Linked DNA regions of Mus musculus: region 1 is linked to region 2. Evidence: chromatin contacts called from public HiChIP or PLAC-seq data. All regions are on one chromosome and are shown on one strand. The core of a region is the stretch at or near the end of the contact, and the rest is flanking DNA. Distances in the headings are between cores, read along the strand shown. Region 1 has its middle 150 kb from the start of Mir6343. Region 2 overlaps Gm32622 (a long non-coding RNA gene).

Region 1 (3,238 bases), core at 507-3,006, 620 kb before region 2:
CAGGACATCACTGTAGTTATCATTTATAGTATATCAGCCTTGTGCTTGACACAGGAAACTTTGGGCACTCAAAATGCTAATAATTCTACCCTCAATATGGTAAAAATAACTACTTGGATATTTTACTTTGGGCTTTATCAGTTCATTGTCTAAAGATGCAACGAAGGGAGAGGCATTCAGCTCCATGGGCTTTAAAACACTGGGTTAAAACATGGCTAGAAAAGTACTGGCAAGTTGGAAAAAGTTTTAAAACTAAACTTTGGCATAAAATAACCAACCGACAGTCAACTTTGTATTTTACTTGGTAATGGAAGCACACATGCGTGAAAGGAGATAACCACAAATACACATCTTTATGAAAAGGAATGCCAAGATGCTGTTGCTCAAAAAATAATATCCCAGTTTTGGGGTACTTGATTACCGTTGGCACTATTAACCTCTGAGCCCTGATAGTCCTTTGTTGTCAGGTTGGCTTTGGTGCAGAGAAACCTAATACACTGCAGAATTCTTAACAGTATCTTTCACTCTCTAGATACCAACAACAATGTGCCTCTTCCTGACCGATTGTTAAAATCAAAATGTCTCCACATGTTGTCCGGGGTCAGGGAACATACCCCTAGGTGAATTCCACTATTTTCCAAATAAATGCTGACTTTGACTCTATCATAAGGTAGGGGTTTGAGTATAGGATAATTGATAGGAATTATGCCACACAAATGATGTTCCTAAAGCACAGAAGACAAATCACCCATGGAAGGAGTTACAGAGACAAAATTTGGAGCTGTGACGAAAGGATGGACCATCTAGTGATTGCCATATGCAGGGATCCATCCCATAATCAGCTTCCAAATGCTGACACCATTGCATACACTAGCAAGATTTTGCTGAAAGGACCCAGATATAGCTCCCTCTTGTGAGACTATGCCGGGGCCTAGCAAACACAGAAGTGGATGATCACAGTCAGCTATTGGATGGGTCACACGGCCCCCAATGGAGGAGCTAGAGAATGTACCCAAGGAGCTAAAGGGATCTGGAACCCTATAGGTGGAATAACAATATGAACTAACCAATACCCCGGAGCTCTTGACTCTAGCTGCATATGTATCAAAAGATGGCCTAGTTGGCCATCACTGGAAAGAGAGGCCCATTGGACTTGCAAACTTTATATGCCCCAGTACAGGGGAACGCCAGGGTCAAAAAGGGGGAGTGGGTGGGTAGGGGGTTGGGGGGTGGGTATGGGGGACCTTTGGGATAGCATTGAAAATGTAAACGAGGAAAATACCTAATAAAAAAATAAAGAATATATTTGATTGTATCTTAAGGACTCTGCAATGGTTTTCATACCATCATCTGTCCTTAAGACTAGAGCTGAGGCCATGGTGAAGTGCAGACTAGAATCTTGACTCAGTGAATGCCAAGGGCAATCATACAATATCAATATCGCTACAATGAACAACCTTATTCTGATCTCTCTTGGGCAGGCTGCTATCAGGAGCTGTAGGATCCAGGGAGAAGCCCCACATTATCAGACAGAAAAGCAAGTCTCAGAAAGTAGTCATGGGTTGACTGCCCACTTGCTATGGCCTCAGGAAGGTCTCCCTCTCTCTGGCTGAAATGTCCTAAAGCTCTCAGCTTATCTCCCTTGTCATGTTGGCCCCAGTCCATGTTTCCTCCTCAGAGCTGTCAGAATGTTCTCTCTGAAGCAAAAGCCTGAAATTATCTCTGCCCTACTTGCAAGGCTTTGATGCTGCCGCTGAGATATAGTTCAAACTTCTTAGCTTGGCCTTCATGCTGACTCCATCTCTCGACACCCCTTCTGCATCTGTTAAATACAAGCTCAGAGGTGACTGTGTCCTTTTTTGTATATGTTTCTGCAAGGACAGCAACTTCTAGTCAGTGGCACTTCAGCGTCGGTCCTGTTTGTACTTTTACAAAAGTTGTCAAAGGGAAAGCCTTTCTGTTTGTTTCTGTGTTTTTTTTTTTCTTTCTTTCTATAGGGCACTTATTTAGCAATGTTACATTTTATAGTCCTGTTATTTTCTCTAACCCTCACCCTTCTCTACTTCTCCTATTTCTCTGAAGTTTTCCTCTTGGCCTCCCCTGGTGATAATTTCTCTCTTTGCTAAATTTCTACGTACACAAAAGTCCCCATGCTAACACTCCTCTTCCCAAAGTCTCCTTGGTAACCAGAGCTAATTTGGTACTGGTGACTTCCAATGTATCTATCACCCATTGACCAAGGAACAGATTCTTTAAATTAACTGTCTTTGGCACAATTAGGTTACAGACCTCATTGACATTCACTATTTAACACGCCCTCAGATTGAGCTTTGTTTTTCCACAGATTTGACGTCTTTTCGAAGCATACAATGTGACAATCTGCATAAGAAACAATCCTATCCATGTTCAGTTAGTGATTGGCCAAGTCCACTTGATGTTGCTATTAGGATGTTCTCTGGCTTCCTTATTCTTTGTGCATTTACTCATATTTTATTATATGGAGTGTTTCAACTTTATGTCATTAGTATGGGCTTGTCTTGTCTTATTTAAAATAGGACTACGCTATTCTTGTTTCAATTAAAATTATTTTATTTTATTTTACTCATGAGTGTTTTGCTTGCATATGTTCATGTGTGCCATACGTATGCAGTGTGTGTGTGAAGTCCAGAAAATGGCATTATATCCCCTTAAACTAGAATTACTAAATATTGTTAGCAGTTATATGGGAGCTAAGAACTAAACCATAATCCTTCATAGAAGCAGCAAGTACTCTTAACTGCTGAGCCATCTCCCCAGGCTTCTTGTTCCTGACAAAGTAAGTCTAGTTATGTCCTGTCAGCATTGAAAATCCTTCTAGAGATTTCATAGAATATAGCTCAATTGTATTGACATGTATGACTAGTAGAATGGGAGCACCGTTGTTATTATAACAACATAAAGAAATCCTCTACAATGACCTTTATTAAGTAGCTATGCCAGTCCTCATGAAATATTCTTGATTATGGAGACAGAGTTGCTCAGTGTTTGGCTGAGCTGGCTGGCCAATGAAGTTTGGAAATCTTTTTCCCTTCTCCCAGTTCTGGGGTTATATAAACCTACCTCACTTGGATTTTAAGTTGATGCTACGGACCTCATACTTCTCTACCAGGTACTTCTCTGGCATTTGCAGTATTACCACATTCCTATATAGCTCTTTGTCTTAGTTAGGGTTTTACTGCTGTGAACATACACCACGACC
Region 2 (3,026 bases), core at 7-2,506:
GTCTCTTTTGCCAGCCTGCCAAGATTAAAGAATTGCTATGCTACCACACCCACCTGGCTTTTCATGTGGGTTCTAGGGATCCCAACTCTGGCACTCCTCATGTACAGTGAGTACTTTACCCAGAGTCATCTCCCTAGCCTCCGGTTCTCAAAAGGCAGCAGGCAGAACATTTTGGCACACGTCTTCCATTCCTATAGAGGCAGATAGATCTCTATGAGTTTGAGACCAGTCAAGTTTTTACATATGAGTTCCAGGACAGTCAAGGCTCCATAGTAAGAATGATCTCAAAGGTGGGAGATGCAATCTAATGTGGTTTTCTTTGTATCATATGCATTTAATTCTATATTTAAGTATGGGGGAACTGAGTCCAGGACTTTGCACGTGTTGAGCATATGACTAACCACTGAGCTACATTTCCTAACACTTACCTTTTATTTATTTAAAACAAACAAACAAACAAAGATACCACACATTTTAGGAGCAGATGTGCGCCAGTGTCATACTTCTGATGTGTAGAGTTTGATATCAGTGTCTGTAGAGCAACAGAGCAATGCTCGTCCCAGGATCCCAGGGAAATGCTTCACTGATTCACCATCCTCCCCGTGCCAGCCAGTGCTCCTAAGTGCAACAGTGCCACTGCAGGCATCCCTTGTCATCACACGATATTCTCCACACCTCTGTCCTCATATGACCATCTTCTTAGAAGAACTCCAGTCTTACCAGATTAGGGGTCTAGCCTACTTCAATATGACCTCAGCTTAACTAACAGAAATGACCCTGCTTCTTAATAAAGTCAAGTGAATTTTGAGAGGACATAATTGGTCCACAATAATTACCACATTAATTCTGTGACTTCCCAGACAATAGTCCTCCGGATGAAGCTAAAATCGTTTTGTTTTTCAACTGAAGCTGCTTTTAAAGCTCTGCTAAGGACAGGATGTGAATGTGCCAACATTTATCAACATTGTAGAGAGAATGACTTTAACTGGAGGAGGGGCATTATTAGAAAGCTGAGCATGTGACTCCCTCCACCATTTCCACACCCCTTTACCATGTGGCTTAGCAATAGTTCCAGAGAAGATGTGAAGCTTGGTTTTTCACCCTTCATTCTGGTTGACCTTGGGGTTTGCTTTGGCCAAATTAGCAAGTCTGCAGTCAGCAGCCTCTTAAAAAGTGCCTGCTCATTAGGGCCTGCCCTTTTGTCTAGGCTGTCCTGCTGAGAGACTCAAGAGACCACATGATGCAGACCAGAGGCCAACAGCCAGTGGTCAGCCCCCTAAGCTGACCAGCTGCCAACGGTAGACATGTGACTTACATTCCTGACCAGGCCACTTGAAGCCTGATGTCCGGATCAGGAGAGCCACTCAGTGGATTCCAGCTCAAAGTGCCAGCATGCAGAAACCTAGATAAAACACAAAACAGGCTTCAGTTTAATTTAGCTCCTTACAGTGGGGATTGGTGGTACTCTGGAATCAGAGGCAAGATTGTGGGTTTGAGCCCAGCCTGGGTTACCTGACAAGACCTTATTTCAAGGAAATAAATAAATGACTGTCTAAACTTTTTTCTTCAGTTTCTGCTTTATTTTGCTTAATGGTTATAATAGTTTTTGCAAGTATTCTTGCTTTTTTTTTTTATAAAGCTGACGCATAAATGGTCTGAACACCAAACATTGAGTTCATTTGGAAGTACCAAAGAGGCTGGAGGAGGAAGTATCTAGCAGAAGTTAGGAAACTTGCCTCCCATCCTCTCAGTAGTCTGTAGAGTTGACCAAGATGAGCCTCCAAGGCCAAGAAATAGGAGGCAGCAGATGAGCCAGAATCTCAGCAGTGCCCCTCACTTTCTGCAGAGTGGTGTTTGTTTGTTTGTTGGTTGGTTTTGTTTTGTCTTTGTTTTTGTTTTTTGTTTTTTGGTGAATTTCAATTTTGACAAGGTCAAAAAGTAGATCTCTGAAAATAGTACCCCCACTTGGTGTCCAAATCGTGGGTCTTTGTGATCTTATGTGACCATTCTTCCAAGAACTCGCCCTACCTAAATTTCCTTCATTAGAAACCAAGCTCTGGGGACTGGAGAGATGGCTCAGCAGTTAACAGGATTTTCTGCTCTTTCAGACGACTAGGATTCATGTCCTAGAACCCACAAGTACCTGTAACTCAGGCTCCGAGGACTCAGACACCCTCTTCCAGTCTCCCTAGGCACCTGCACGCATACACAGGCACAGACACACCACATATACACATACACATAACTAAAAATATTTTTTATGAGAAGAGATAAAGATTCTGAATTAAGATCCCTGGAGAGCCCAGGTGTATTCTTCTCCCGAACCCTAGTGACTTTTCCATGTAGAGTCATATTGCTAAAGCATAGAACTGATCACGTTAACCCCTACTTAAACATGCCAGAGTTCCCTATGGCCCCTGGTAACACCAAGTTTCTTTTATGGGGCTAACGTGGCTATATTAGTATGTTTCTGCAACCATGACAAAACACCACAGGCTGGGTAGCTTAAGCACCAGAAGTTTCCTTTTCAGAATCCTGGAAGCCGAAGGGCTAAGAGGAAGGGCCCGACTCACCTCAAAACTCTAAGACAGCAAAGATTGCATCCCTTTTCATTCATCAGTTTATCAGTTTAGCACATCTTAGGCTCTGACCACAGTTTGCAAAAGGAGTTAAAGCTATAGTAACAAACCTGAGAGTGATTGGAATTATCTAGGTCAAATGGGACTGGGAGATAGATCCACGATTCCCGTTCATTTGTCCGCTCTTTATATAAAGAACTTGTTCTTTATCAGATCCAGAAAACACAGGCACAAGTGTCACACCAAACCCTCTGCAGGCTTATTGATCTTATTGAACCGCATGTCCTATGGCTCCTCTATATTCAGCCTTCAATCTACTTTGACTTACATTTAAACAGCCATTGAGATATGTTTTTAAGGCTATGCAATACTTAAATAGTGTGGTTGTTGACATTCACCACACGTATGTTCATTTGAAACCTCAATGTTGAAAATAAAAATCATTCT

Evidence for each region. HiChIP or PLAC-seq counts read pairs in DNA pulled down with a chosen protein or histone mark.
Region 1: a contact with region 2 is called in an H3K27ac HiChIP or PLAC-seq map of heart atrium, with 13 times the contacts expected there. The contact joins two enhancer-like sites. A contact is called at or near these places in 1 of 115 datasets of contacts at active chromatin or transcription factors (heart atrium) and 1 of 9 other capture datasets (embryonic stem cells).

Annotation. Positions count from the first base shown.
Region 1 is chr1:76,656,914-76,660,151 of GRCm38.p6, reverse strand. No RefSeq gene overlaps it. Among named protein-coding and RNA genes, the nearest start is that of Mir6343, 150 kb to the right of the region's middle. Within about 2 kb of position 1,756, at least 5 of the 459 cell types and tissues checked have an H3K27ac peak or open chromatin away from gene starts, as enhancers often do. A contact at or near this core is called in heart atrium, where this site is marked.
Region 2 is chr1:76,037,456-76,040,481 of GRCm38.p6, reverse strand. Gm32622 (a long non-coding RNA gene) reads right to left here. Exons shown (of 6, transcript XR_865555.3): 5 at 1,316-1,402. Among named protein-coding and RNA genes, the nearest start is that of Gm29065, 20 kb to the right of the region's middle. Within about 2 kb of position 1,256, at least 36 of the 459 cell types and tissues checked have an H3K27ac peak or open chromatin away from gene starts, as enhancers often do. A contact at or near this core is called in heart atrium, where this site is marked.